2 separate regions of the Ovis aries genome follow, and region 2 is linked to region 1. A link is a contact called in public Hi-C data. All regions are on one chromosome and are shown on one strand. The core of a region is the stretch at or near the end of the contact, and the rest is flanking DNA. Distances in the headings are between cores, read along the strand shown. Region 1 overlaps LFNG (LFNG O-fucosylpeptide 3-beta-N-acetylglucosaminyltransferase). Region 2 holds the start of PSMG3 (proteasome assembly chaperone 3).

The links. Hi-C and Micro-C count contacts between places; a contact is called where the count stands out from the background.
Region 2: a Hi-C map of liver shows a contact between it and region 1, with 3 times the contacts expected there. The contact joins the promoter of PSMG3 here to the enhancer-like site in region 1. A contact is called at or near these places in 3 of 16 Hi-C or Micro-C datasets (hypothalamus, liver and tail adipose tissue).

What each region holds. Positions count from the first base shown.
Region 1 is chr24:41,126,741-41,133,441 of ARS-UI_Ramb_v3.0, forward strand. LFNG (LFNG O-fucosylpeptide 3-beta-N-acetylglucosaminyltransferase) reads right to left here. Exons shown (of 8, transcript XM_027961478.2): 7 at 6,614-6,699; 8 at 5,347-6,474. The coding sequence ends at 6,408. Among named protein-coding and RNA genes, the nearest start is that of LFNG, 10 kb to the right of the region's middle. Within about 2 kb of position 4,226, at least 17 of the 54 cell types and tissues checked have an H3K27ac peak or open chromatin away from gene starts, as enhancers often do. A contact at or near this core is called in liver, where this site is marked.
Region 2 is chr24:41,764,671-41,771,967 of ARS-UI_Ramb_v3.0, forward strand. It overlaps PSMG3 (proteasome assembly chaperone 3), which reads left to right and starts at 1,460. Exons shown (of 2, transcript XM_004021069.5): 1 at 1,460-2,269; 2 at 2,676-3,145. The coding sequence starts at 2,054. The coding sequence ends at 2,828. It overlaps TMEM184A (transmembrane protein 184A), which reads left to right and starts at 6,629. Exons shown (of 11, transcript XM_060406100.1): 1 at 6,629-6,768.

The DNA of each region.
Region 1 (6,701 bases), core at 2,976-5,475:
TGCTGTGCGGAGGGCCCCCGCCTCTGGTCACCAGGAGAGGTGACAGAGCTGGCTCTGGGCAGGGTTGGAGGAGGGCAGAGGCCAAATGGTGTGTCCCCAGGAGCATCTCCTGAGTCCCCTGGTGTAACCCGAGGCGGGGTTTCGGTTCCTGAGGCGCCTCCCCAGAGTCCTTATCAGTGGCCTGAGCAGGGACCCAACCCCCGCCCTCCGAGGTGGGAAGGATCATTCTTGTTCTCATCTGCGAAGCTGGCCGGGGAAGGTGCGGTGCTGTCCAAGGGCACATGACCCAGGGTGGCAAGACACACCCCCACCTCAAAGGAAGACCCTCAGGGCCTGTGGAATTGGGGGAGGCACATTTGCCCAGGAGAGAGTCTTGTCTCCCATGCCGGGTTGCACCGGTGGGCAAAGGGAGCCCCGAGGCTCCATGGAAGACACCCAGGTTCTGGCTCTCACCCCCGTGGGTGCCTGGACTGGCAGGGCCACTGGGCGGAGCCTCTGTCTCCAGCACACATCAGCAGCCCAGTCCAGTGGTTTCCGGTTTGCCTGATTCCTGGGGAAAGAGGCCCAGGTTACATAAGCTCTTAAAGGTGAGGGAACACATCTGAGGCTCTGTGCTTCTGCAGTGCCACGTGGGGACAACAGGAATTGATTCTCCTCTTGAGTTTAGCTGCAAGGCAGAAAAATCCTGCTGTAGCTAGAGGGGGCATGGCCCAGAGAAGTGTGTGTGTGTGTGTGTGCGTGCGTGCGTGTTTGAAGATGGGGAAATGCTATGATGGTGATGGTCTCGAAGGCAGAGGAGATGGCTGCACCTGGGAAAAGGAAAAAGTTCTTTGGAGGAGTGATGTTCCTGAGTTACCAAGAGGGGCTGGGACCTCGGTCCCAGTGAGGGCCTGGCTGCAGATGGGAGTGTGGTCCCTCCTGCGGGGCCAAGCGCATATGGGCGGCTTCAGGCTGGGGTGCAGAAGGTCTTAAGAGGTAGAGGAGGCTGGAGAGGAAGTGGGAGTGCGTTGTGAGGGGCAGCGAGCCTCCCAAAGGCCCCTGAGGCACTTGGTCTGGAACTCAGGTGAGACTCACCAGGCTGGAAGGCAGCCCCTCCAGATACCCAGGTGTGGGTAGTGAGCGGGCAGCAGGCGGATGCAACAGGGCAGAGGCTGCAGATGTGGCCAAGAGAAGATGTGGAAGCAAGAGAGGCCAAGGGAGGTGAAGGTGACTTCAAGGGCGTGGCTGAACCTGGAGATTTCAGCCAGGAGAAGACAAACCCTCCAGGGGTGAGGAATACGGGGTCCCCTGGGGTCAGGCAATGGGAGCTGGACAGACAACAGGCGGAGGCAACGTAGGATGCTGCGGCCACGGGGTAGGTAAGCTCTGGGTGGAGTGGCAGCCAAGACGGGGCGGGGGTGTGGCTGCCTGCTGGTCGCTGGGGGAGGAGATGCCAAGGATACGGGAAGGGTCACTGACACCAAGTCCCCAGGAGCAGTGCGGGAGAGTGTGGCCATGAAACAGAAGTCCAGATCGCCCCAGGATGAGGGGGTCTGTGGATACCCACATCGGGGAGGGGCAGCAGAGGCTGTGACCCTGTTTGGAGCAGGGGCGTGGGCTAGTGGCTACAAGAGCATCGTCAGGAGTGAGGTGTGAGGACAGCAGATGTCCAGCAGGGGGCGCCGAGTACTCGGAGGATGAAGGAAGAGGGCGGGACAGACTGTTGGAGGAGCCCGCCCGGGGAATCTGCATTCCCACCAAGTTCCCAGTGACTGGGGCTCAGCTGTGACCACCACATTCAAAAAGGAAATGAGGGGTCACTTGGCAAGGATCTGGGGATTCCACCAGGATGGGCCATAAGGAGACGCGGCAACCAGCCATGCGCCAGAGCCAGGGGGCAGGGCAGTGGGCTGGGTGGCCTGCAGCAGAAGGCTCCAGCTTGCCTCTTGACAGCACATGTACTTCAGAAAGCAAATACTGGTGATAACTAGTAGATTCCAAATACTGGTAATATACCAAATATTGATAATAACCAAAGATTCATGATGTGAACTTTTAAGAGCAAGCAAGGGGATGCAGAGATGGTCTTCCCTCCCACTCAGGCTGCACCTCTCGATCAGGTTCCGTTCAGTTCAGTCTCTCAGTCATGCCCGACTCTTTGCGACCCCATCGACAGCAGCACGCCAGGCCTCCCTGTCCTTCACCAACTCCCGGAGCTTGCTCAAACTCATGTCCATTGAGTCGGTGATGCCATCCAACCATCTCATCCTCTGTCGTCCCCTTCTCCTCCTGCCTTCAATCTTTCCCAGCATCAGGGTGTTTTCCAATGAGTCAGTTTTTCGCACCAGGTGGCCAAAGTATTGGAGTTTCAGCTTCACCATCAGTCCTTCCAATGAATATTCAGAACTGATTTCCTTTAGGATGGGCTGATTGGATCTCCCTTCTCTCTTGAGAAGACTCTCAAGAGTCTTCTCCCACACCACACACAGTTCAAAAACGTCAGGTTGTCTGCGCTCAGCTTTCTTTATAGCCAACTCTCACATCCATACATGACTACTGGAAAAACCATAGCTTTGACTAGACAGACTTTCGTTAGTAAAGTGATGTCTCTGATTTTTAATATGCCGTCTAGGTTGGTCATGGCTTTTCTTCCAAGGAGCAAGCGTCTTATAATTTCATGGCTGCAGTCACCATCTGCAGTGATTTTGGAGCCCAAAAAGAGGGTCCTGGGGAAGGTGGATTCGGGTTGGGAGAGAAACCACCAACTCTGGCCAGCAGGGGGCGCCCAAGGACCGCAGCGGGTTATGCAAGGGGCTGCCCACTGCCCGGGCAGGGGGAGTAGGGGCGTGTGGCGGGGGAAGCAGTCACAGCTCTGAGCCCCCTAACTCAGCATGGCGACATGATCCGGGCAACCGCCAGGGGCCACGATGAGAAGCCCTCTGGGCCCCTTGGTCCCCTCCTAGTGATGATGGACCACGTGCCTTCTGTGCGTCCAGCCTCGGGCTGGACTTGGGGCAGAGGTCACCTTCAGGAGCATTTGGTGAGGTCAGGGCTGGGGCGGCGCCAGGACTGGACTTTGGTCTGACAGAAAACACGGGGCCGGCTCTGGTCCCCGCCGGGACCCCAGGCCCAGAGAGGGCAGGGCTGGCTGAAGCTGCAGCAGGGTCTGGCCTCCAGAAGCGTGGATGGAGACTCATGGGCAGCCATGCGCCAGGTGGACGAGGGCCGTGTCTCCAGACATCCTCACGAGCCCCACCTCCGCCCCTTGTCCAGGCTGTGTCGAGGCCTGGAGCGTCTTCCTCTAACACTGCCCTCGGCAGAGCCTTCCTGCTCCAGCCCAGCTGGGCCTCTTCAGGGCAGCTAACTGTGATGGCCCAGCAGAAGGAGCTCGTTTCAAAGGAACAGAGCAGAGCCCCGCCCTGGCACCCTGGCACCCGTCTCAGCCCCTCCAAGATGTGGCTCAGCCTCTGCTTGTGGGCAGCTGGGGAGCCAGAGGCAGGGCGGGGTTGGGGCGCCCAGCGGCCCCCGGGGCTGTGCTTTTCGTTTCTGAAAGCCCACAGTGACCTGCTGTTTAGGAGGGCCAGGCTGGGGGACACGGAGCCCCTTCAGCCTTCCAGGACCCTCTCCAACCATCCCTCAGCCCAGTGCGCGGGGAGGCGCACCGATGCCACCAGGGGTGGGGCGTGGTGCCCCCAGTCGTGCCCGCAGGAGGAGGGCGGGCACCTCTCTACTCTGTGACTCACTGGGGGAGGGCCGCCTCCTGCACCCCCAGGCGGCGGACGCCTGTTCCTGTAAGGCCTCCTGGACCGCTCCCCCTTCTGAGGATGGAGCCCAGCTTCGTGTTGAGGAGGAATGGGCCAGGGTGCTCCGGGTATGCCCCTCCGCGACCCCACCTGGAGGCCAGTCACTCAGCTGCCTCACACTGACCCCCATTTCCCTCATGGAGATGGAGGTGGAGGCTCCCCCCACCCCCACCCCGGGCTCCCTGCTCTGCCGCCGGGACAGCCCGGACCAGCTGTGATCCTTGATGCCCACCCCTGGGCCCCAGGGCCCCAGCACTCTGTGGGGAGGCGATGCCACCCGCGAGGGCCGGGGCGCCGGGCCACGGTTCCACTCTGGGCAGAGGCTCCTCTGACTCACGCTGGCCGGAAGGAGACCCGCAGCCTCTGCCCACAGCAGCAAGTTCCGCTGTGACTGCCCCACCCCCGCCCAGCCTGGCACAGCAGGCTCTGGGGGCGTCCCCCAGACAGGGTCAGGCCGTGTGACGGCAAGGGGCTGTCTCTCCCTGCACTGTCCCTGCCGCACGCCCAGGGCAGCTGCTGGGCAAACCACACGCTGACTCAGGGCTGCGGAAGGCCCAGGTGGGGTCAGGCGCCAGCCGGCTGCTCCCTGGGCCAGAGTGGGCACCGGCAGGGCGTGCAGAAGTGGTGCCCTCCCCAGCCCGGTGGGGGTGCTGAGCAGGGGAGTGTGCCGGGTTGGGGGAGCTTCTGCCCCCACATCAGGGGTGGGAGGAGAGTCGCTCTTCCACCCTCAGCCTGGTTTCTGATGAGCTGACAGGGTGCACGGTGGGCAGCAGGGAGCAGAGGCGGCGGTGGGGGCCCCAGATCCCAGCGAGGGCCCGTGGGGCAGGGCTGGGGGTGGGGGAGCAGCTGGGGGCTGTGGTCAGGCCGGGAGCAGCCTGTCTGGGCTGTTTGAGGAAGAGGAAGTGAGGGCCCCGGGTCCCGGGGAGGGTCAGGGGAGGGGACTCCCCCAGAGGCCAGAGCAGGCCCTCCCCACCCGACATTACATAGGCTGATTTGAGGAAGGGCCTGAGGATCTGCCTTTGGTAGAAAACATCACCACAGCAGGGATGGGCGGGCCGAGGGGGTAAGGCCAGGATCCAGGCCAGCCCGACCTTGGACCTGGAGCTCTTCTCCACCAGCCCAGCTGCCTGGCCTTGGATGTCACCTGCTCTGAGCCTCAGTCTTCCCATCTGCACAATGGGGGCAAGAAGGTGGCCTGGATGGTTTGTGACAGGGACGAAGCTGGGTAAGGCGGTCCCAGGCCAAACCACGGTGAGCGCCTGTCGCTCTCAAGGGAGGACTGGACTCCATGGCAGCTGGCCCGGGCTGCGGAGTCTGAGAGCAGTGTGTCTGATCACATGAGATCTCCCCCTACACCTGAGGGTGCCCTGGGCTGGCCACTCAAGTTCCTGGGCTTCTCAGGAACATGCAAGTTGCTATTCTGAGCCCAAGTTCCCATGCTACGATAGTTGGCTTGGGGGGATCTCTCATACCTTCCCCACTTGAGTGCCAACGAGCCCCCAGCGCCAGCTTCCATGAACCTGCATCTCGGGCGCAACGTCCAGCCAAGACCAGGACCCCCAGGTTGCCCCAAAGAGCATCTTTATTCACAGCAAAGGACGTCACCATAGCAACACACCTCAATTCCCTGAGAACTTTTCCCTTATCGTTCACTTTCCTAGCTATGTCTTGCAGAAAGAAAAACAGAAAGCAAAGCGCACCTCACTGGCCAGGTGCGCTGAGCTGGGCTGGGAGACAGGCTCTGTGAAGGAGGCGGGCAGGGAGAGGCCAGACACCATGACACATAAATACAGTGTTAGACATTCCCATCAGCTTTAACAACAGAGATTATCCCAAGTTTGGCTTCTGCTTTTTCTGATCCACAGAAAAGATAACACCTTCCCCAAGCCCCTGAAAACACAGACAAAAACACCCTACTTTTTACCCACCCTCTTTCAACAAAACAGTCACAGTAAAAAACACTGTCACAGTATTTACAGACACACCCACTATGGGCGACTTTCTCTCTACTTTGGAGAGGAGTTAAAAGCTCAGCTGGCTCCCCGTCACAAAGGGAAGCTGGCTGAGAGAGCAGGGGAGACCCCTGCCCGGGATGCTTCACCCGGCGGCAAGGTCGCTGGGGCTGCTGTCACTCGGAGCCGTCGTACCCAGGCCGGAGCTCAGCGCGAGGGGGTGAGGGGCACTCCCCCAAACCCAGCTTCCTCGTGCGGAACACAGGGTCCTGTCCTGGGGGCTCTGAGCGGGGAGCCAGAGTCCCGGGGGGGCAGGTGCCCACAGCGGCGGGCCTGTGCTCAGCAGGACGGAGCGGCGCCCACATGTCCCTGCAGAGCAGCCCCTGGGCCCCACGCTGCCCAGAGACCCCGAAAGGGTAACAGAACTGTCCTCAGAGTGACCTCCCACACAAATCCTTCCGGGGCGGAACACGGACAGACAGACAGGCGGGACTTTGCCTGCCCCTTGGCAGAGCAGAGCTGCCCAGCAGTCTGCTACAGGGATGGGTACACAGCACACACACAGGCGCAGCCCCGGGGTGGCCTCGAAGGCCCAGACCGGGGCGGCACGACAGGGGTCCTCGGGCCCTTTGGATACCAGGGGCGCCCGGGGACGGGGTTTCAGCCACGGCCACTAGAAGATGGCAGTGTGGGGGCACCAGGGTGTGTCCGGGTACAGATGGCAGTGGACAGAGCGGAACCTGTGGGGACAGAGTGGGGGCTTGTCCGTGCGGGCTGGGGGCCCGCCTCCACCCGAGCAGACTCCTGGGGGCCGTTGAGCTGCAGCAGACCCTAAGGGACCTCAGTGAGCCCGCCCCCTCTAGTCTTCCCTTTCCTCACCTCGACGGGTCAGCCTCCACCGAGAAGGGCCCCTTAATGTGGACAGCGTTCCGCTTGTTTTCAAACATGCCGTAGCTCAGGGTCACCT
Region 2 (7,297 bases), core at 210-2,709, 640 kb after region 1:
TGCCAGATTAACGCCAGCTGTCACCATCCCCTCGGCCGTGGACGGCTGGCCCGGAGGGGCTTTCAAGGGTAGAGGCTCCTGGAGCCACCTAGAGGGGTTCACCGGCCTTAGTCAGGGAGCTCCCTAGAGGCCCAGTGGTTAAGACTCCGCACCTCCAATGCAGCAGACGTGGGAACTGAGATATTCGAAAGTCAGAGATTGCAGCAAACCGCTTTTGGTTGCACCACGCGGCATGTGGGGCCTTAGTTCCCCGACCAGGAACGGAACCCTGCGCTGGGAGCATGGTGTCAGCCACTGGCCCACCAGGGAAGCCCTCTGAACTCTTTCCCAACTAGGCGCTCACTTCTGGACTTCTGTGACCCCCGATCCTGCATGTCTGGTAACCGCCAAAGTCTAACCAGTTCCTCATCCCCCACCGTCCCCCAGGTGGTCTGAAGCGTCCCTGGCCTGCCTCCAGCAGGAGTTCTCCTGGGTTTTCCTGCCTAGAAACCCCCCACCCCCCTTTCCCTTAGTAATTTCCCACCCACTGACTCTGTCCTGATCTTTGGCTGTAAATCCCCACTGGTTCCTGCTGCTCTAAGTGAAAAACGTCACGTGCTGTATCAGTAAGCAAAGAATGCTGCCACCTACAAGCCGTCACATCACAGTTGCCCGACGGTGCACCCTGAGGGGACTCGGGGTGAGAAAGCACGAGAAGGCACCCCAGGAAGCTGAGGTGCACATCAAAGGAACGTGGGAAAGCGCTGAATTCCTGGAGATGCCTGGTTTTCCTTTATTAAGCAATCTTCTGACTTTCGGACTACCCGGTCTTTGTTGCAAAAACCTTATACACCCTGGCTCCTCCCTTACCTCTTCGGGGCAGTCCCTCAGTTATCTGGGATGCTGCGTCCTGGGCTCAAGTCCTCAGTTTTGTCCAAGGAATAAAACATAACTCCCGACTTTTAGGTCGTGTGTTTTTTTTCAGTCAACAGGCATTTGGGATGAACCCAGAGGGCCCCACACTGAGGTCTCTTGCGCCCTCCATCAAGGGTCCTGACTGGGACGTTTTCGGTGCTTAAACTGGCGTCCGGCCCTGCTTCTCTCTCAGCTCCCCGTGTTTCCCTGAAGGTCCTGGAACCCATGGCCAAGGGCCAGAAACCCCGTTTCTGAGGCTCCTCAACCACAGAGCTGCAGGGTCTCCCTCAGGAGGGCGCGAGGACGCCCTTCTGGAGAAGTCAGGCGCCCCTCGCCTGAGGGCCAGGGGCCGAGAGGCCCACGGGTTGGTGCTGCAGCCTCTTTCCGCAAACATGGCGCCCAGCCCTTCCCGCGCGGCGGCGCGGAACCCCACAGCGCAGAGTCCCGAGGCCGCAGCAGGAGCCGGAAGTCCCCAGGCTGCACTTCCGGCGGGGGAGGGCTCGGCGCTCGCGGGGCGGGGCCTGCCGGGGCGGGCCCGCGGGGCCTGCGTGCGTCACTTCCGGGCGCGGCGCGGTGAGCGCGGGCGGCATGGCGGGTGGCGGGGTAGTGGGCGTCCCGCGCGGCTGGAGCCGGGCGGAGGGGCTGGGCGCCCCCGGGGGCGCCGCCCGGCCCCCGCCCTCTTCCCCGCGCTGTGGTGGTTTTGCTGCTGCTTCTGTGGGACCGACGGTTTCTCAAAACGCAGAAAACGATTAAAACGATTAGTGGGCGGACCGGAGGGGCGGCGGAGGCGCGGCCCTGCTCTGCCGGGTTTCCGAGTCTGCGGCGCCCACTCCCCTGCGAGGGCGGGCCCCGGGACTCAGGGAGGGCCCTCGGGGTGGGGTGGGGCCCCCGCGCGGGGAGGGATTGTCCTCGTCTGCCTCCTCAGGGAGAAGCGTACTTTGACATCCAGCCTGTGTGTGTCTGAGTGAATCCAGAAAGTTCCGGGCGAATAAAGCCTGTGTGGGCGAACAGACAGGCTTGTGAATGGGCCAACTTGTGTTTCTCTTTTGATACCAAATAGTGTTTATTCTGGAGCTCCCAGGCTATCTGCCATTGACTGATTTCCTTTTCTGTTTTTTTCCTTAACATAAATGAAAGGTGCCATTGAGCAGACTCAGCCATGGAAGGTAAACCATTGTTGACATCCAAGCAGAAGACTGCAGTGGTGTGTGGAGTCCCCACCCAGGTGGTCTGCACAGCCTTCAGCAGTCACATCCTGGTGGTGGTGACCCAGCTGGGGAAGATGGGTACCTTGGTCTCCCTGGAACCCAGCAGCGTGACTGGCGACATCGGCAAGCCTGTGCTGACCACTAAAGTCCTCCTCGGGAAGGATGAGGTAATGTGGTTGGGAAGGGCTCCCCGTGCCCGTACTTTGTCAGGATGGGGAGCGTCTGGAGGCAAGCACAGCCCCCGTCCCCCGCCACCTCAGCCCAGGGCAGCACTGTGCGGGGCCCCCAGATAATTTGAGGGTGTCCGCCTGCTGCGTGCAGCCCGTCGGCATTTTATCAGACAGATGCACAGAGGCACTGATTCTGTAACGTAAGCCTCATGGTAATGAGTTCCTGTTCTGCCCTGTTCTGGAAAGATCATCTGTGAGGTCTGACAGGGTTTCCCTCTGTGGACTCTCACGGCCCTTTCAGTAGAGATAACCAGGAGAGAGAGGAGCCGGGAAGCTGGCCTGGGCTCCTGAGAGGTACTGGGTGAAGGCAGTTAAAGTGGTCTTCTCCCCTTGCCCTCGTCAGCCCCTCGTCCATGTCTTCGCAAAGAACCTGGTGGCGTTTGTTTCTCAAGAAGCTGGAAACAGAGCCGTTCTCCTCGCCCTGGCCATGAAGGACAAGAGCATGGAGGCGGTGAAGGGCCTGAAGGAGGTGATCCAGACGTGCCAGGTGTGGTGACGCTGGAGTGGCCACCCCTGCCGTCCGGGAGGGCCCTGCGGCAGCTCAGACACCTCGAGGCTCTGAAGGCGCTCCTTTAGTTAGGAGGAGGCGCTCTCTGGCTGTGGCCCTTGGAGCTGGAAGAAACACAGACGCCTCAGGCTGACGTTGGTTTGGAGGCGGACGGCCCCTGTGGAGGGAGGACAGGAAGCGTGTCCTGAGGCGGTTGTGCATCCTCCCCAGGTCCAGAGAGCCCCTCGCGCGTGAGAACTGAGTCACGGCCCTCAGTTGTTGGGGGATTTCTTTTATTATTAAAAATAAATGCATATCCCCAAATACCTCACCGTTCTTCTTAACGATGCTGAGAAACGTCAAGCACTCGATACGCGTTCACTTCAGTGAACAGCCGAGGGAAGGAAAACCTATTTGGCAAAAGCTCGATCTGAGGTTCATGTGGTGAGATGGTTCCAGGAGCTGACTCTGCCCCTCCCTCCTCCTCCTCCTCTTCCCCTGGCTTTTCTGATCCTTCCGCTGCCCAGACGCGGCTCACAGCCTCCTGATGGGCTGGCACCCTAGCCTCCAGAGCCGTGTGCTTAAAGGTGGAGGGTAGAGGCGCATCCCCCCACAGGCGCTGGTGCTTATGGGGGTGGCCGGGGGGCAGAAGTGCAAACTGGGACTTTAGGGGCTGCTGAGGACTGGTGATGGTGATGGTGAGACCACGCTGCTGGTCTGAGAAGGACTCGGGTGGGGTTGCTGAGCATGGGACAGGACAGCCGTGTTCAAAGGCTCGTTCCCTCAGCAGATGCTGGGGCCCCTGGGGAGGCACGTCCACAGCCCCTTGGGACCATCGGGTAAACCCGCAGGCACACACCAGCTGTGGGGTAACCCGGTGACCTGTGTCAGGAGGGCCGGGCAGTCATACAAAGGTCCAGCAGACTTCTGGAGCGGTGCAGATGCCCCTGTGTGGGGAGCTTGAGGGATCCGGAAGCCAGGCCCCCACCAGGGGAAACAGGCAGATCCATGCCGGGCAGCTCAGGGCTCTTCGGCGGCTACATCTGGTGGGGGCTCCGGGTCCCACCTCCCTGCTGCTCGCTCTCAGCCCCGGCCTTTCTCCTGAGAAGACCCTGCCCGGCGTCTGCTCTTGGAGGGCCTGCACGGTCACTTTAAAAGCCTGAAAGCAGCTGGCCAGTTGGAGAAGGGGAAGGCCTGTCCACCCACGAGAGGACCCGAGGGGCGACACAGGTCACAGCAGGTGTGGGGACACGCACCTGAGGAGAAGAGAGGTGCTGGGGGTCAGCAGGGCCTGGGAATGGTGGGGGGCGACGGCTCCCGGAGAACCAGCCCCTGGCCGGGCACTCGGGGCAACGCGAGCTCTGCTGGGCCAGAGCCGCCTCGATCCGTATCAGCCTGTAATTAGCACGCTTGTCATCTGGGCATCAGACGCGTCCGGAAACGTGCTTCTCCTGCTTGTCCAGCCAGGAGCCTGAACCTCGGGTCAGGCTCCAGCCTGGGGCCAAGGCGATTGGCAGCTTTGGTTTTCCGACTCGGCCCCTAAATGTATGAGAGGTCCGGCTCACGCTGCCCGTTGGTGAGCTCTGGGCTCACCCTTCAGTCCTGGTAACATTTAATCCTCCCGCCCACCCCATGAGGTCTACACGGCAGTTGAAACGGAGGCACGCTGCCACCAAGCGGCAAGGCTAGGGTTTGAAGCAAGCAGGGGGCCCTGAGGCCACGCCCTTCACCCGTCCCCAGGCCCCTCCCGGACACTCCTTGGATGAGCCGCACTGGCTTTCCTAGTAGCTCAGCTGGTAAATAAGCTGCCTGCGATGCAGGAGACCAGAGCTTGATCCCTGGGTTGGGAAGATCCCCTGGAGAAGCGAAAGGCTACCCGCTCCACTACTCTTGCCTGGAGAAGTCCATGGACAGAGGAGCCTGGCGGGCTCCAGTCCGTGGGGTCACACAGTTGGACGTAACCAAGCAACTTTCACTCTTCCACACTGTTTACCCGGCCCCAGCCCCACGCTGGCACTCCCTGGTCCCTTTTCTAAGGGACAGGCCATCCTAGTCGACGCTGAAGGCGGACGTCCCTCCGTGCTCTGCGTGCAGGGCTCCAGTGCAGCCTTGTGCGGAGGCCTCCTGCACGCCAAACCCTGGCGGCGCCCCTGCCATCTGACCGAGGCCTGGTGACTGCGTTAAGAGGCAGGTGGGCAGTGGAGGCAATCAAGGCTCAGCAGGACGGGGCAAATTGCTCAGACCCCCAGGGGACCGCCCCCAGGAGGCAACACACTTGAGCCTGTCGTCTGTGCTGTCCCACAGCTGCCCGCCTGGAATGTGGGGGGACGGCTGACGTATAATCGAAACCAGGGTCCCCAGCACTGTCCCAAGTGGCACTTACAGCTGCCCAAAGCTGTCTGGTAGCTATCGAGAGCAAAGACTTCCGTCACTGAAGCCAGCGCCTCGCTGCTCTGCTCTGCCTTGTAAATCAAGACGAGCGGCTCGTGTGAGAAGGCGCTTGGCCCTTGCCTTCCCCGGTGCTCTGCTCGCAGCTGCTGTATTTCAGGAGGAGAGATACACGCTCCAATAAAAAGGCCCTTAAAGCCGCGCTTTCCGCAGGCAGGGCTGTCGGCTTCGTGGAAATTGTTGCTCCTTTTGATGGAAAGGCTGCACATGGAGCTTCACCCACAATCGAGCTGTAAGTACAGCTCCCGGCGATTTATGGCCGAATGCGGGTAACACATGCGGGGTCGGTGTGCCAGCCCCTGCAACGCCAACAGGTGCAGGAAGCGCCCTTGTTCAAGGCCGTGCCCTTGGACCAGCGCAATGTGGGGTGGACGCGCGGTGTGGTCTGTGTGGACGCACGGTGTGGGGTGGACGTGGGGTGGGGTGGGGTGGTGAGGACACCCCTGCTGCTGAGCTGCAAGCACGGAAGTCCACGCGCTCCGCTTGCTGCCTTTTCCTGAGTGGATGCGGGCCTGCAGCCCCAGCTGAGTCAAGGGCAAGTGGGTCCCTTGGCGGTCATCCTCGGTTATCCATACAAGCAGCATGTCCGGGGTTTGATGGCGCCCTGGATCCCCCTGAACCAGTTATGACAGACAGCCCACGGAATGAGGCAGCGGGCGCGGGCCCAGCTGGATAAGCTGGCGTCAGCCGTTCTGTTTCGCGCCTTGGAAGGTAACTGGAGATCAGGAGGGGGTGCTGGGCAGGGGACGAGGGTGATGGCTGGGTCCGCGAGAACGCGCTCAGAGCTGGCTGAGTGGCGTGGACGGTGAGTGCGCTGCCGGCTTTCACAGCCACAGCTGGAGAGCAGGGGGCAGGCCCGGCTTCCTGTGGGCACCAGGGACATCAGGAGGGCACATTCTACATGGACTGCGAGACGGGGGCGGTGCCGGAGCCCCGGGAGGCGCGGCTCCTTGACAGTTGAGGGCAGAAGGGGCAGAAGACAGGGAAATGGGGCAGCATGAGCAGAGCAGGGCCGGGTGGGGAGCTCCGGGGGTCAGAGGCCCCGTCACCCCCTCAACCCTCGCCGCACGCAAAGCGGGCCTCAGACCCCCGGCCACACGGACGGGCCGGGCAGACGCAGGGCCCAGAGCCACAGCGGTCAAACTGGCCCAGCAAGACCCGCGCCGGGGGTGGGGGCCGGGGCAGCCAGGTGGGTGGTGGGCGGGAAGGACTGCCGGCCCCAGCCCTGGGCAGGGCACAGCGGAGGGTGTGGCTGGGCTACCCGGGCAGGTAGGGCCGGCCCGGCAGGGCGGCTGGGGCAGGTGGCAGGGAGGCGCTTGCTCGGTCTGGGGCAAGGCCAGTGCTTTCCCAGCAGCAGGCTTATCGACGGGCCCCGGCCGCCGGGAGGAGGCACGGCAGAGGCCTGGAGGTCTGGCGGTGGTGCCGGACAGCCCGCCACCCCCTCAGGCCCGGAGGCCTGCGTCAGACCTGCCTCAGGGGCCCCGAGGGCATGACCAGGGAGGTGAGCTGTGTGTGTGTGTGTGTGTGTGTGTGTGTGCGCGTGCGTGCGCATGTGGGCACGCCCGCACACCCAGGAGAGAGATGTGTCTAGGCTGGACCCCTGTGCACCCCTGGAGAGAAACGTCCACACCCTGAGATTCTGAGCTTCACAGCGGTTCTATCCGCAGCCCACCTCCACCCCAGAGGCTGTGCCCCCAGCCAGGCAATCCATGCCCTGGGTGCCACCGGGTGGTCAAAGAGGGCCTCAGCCCGGTCAGGCCGGGCCCAGGTCCGCACCCCTGCCCCAGAGCCACCGGGAAGAGTGGCCCCCCCAGGCAGGCGCCAGGGCTGGCAGTCTGCTCTGGGGCAACGGGCAGGTATGGACAGGCCCTGGGCAGCCACAGGCTCTCCCAGGGACCGAGGCAGCAGGCCTGGGAGAGACTCGGCTGGGCACGGGCAGGAAAGAGGGCAGGATGCAAGGAGAAAGCCTCGCGTGGGTCCCCGCATGTTGCAGGGCAGGGCTGGTTGGCTCGGTGACGGGGCAGCAGAAG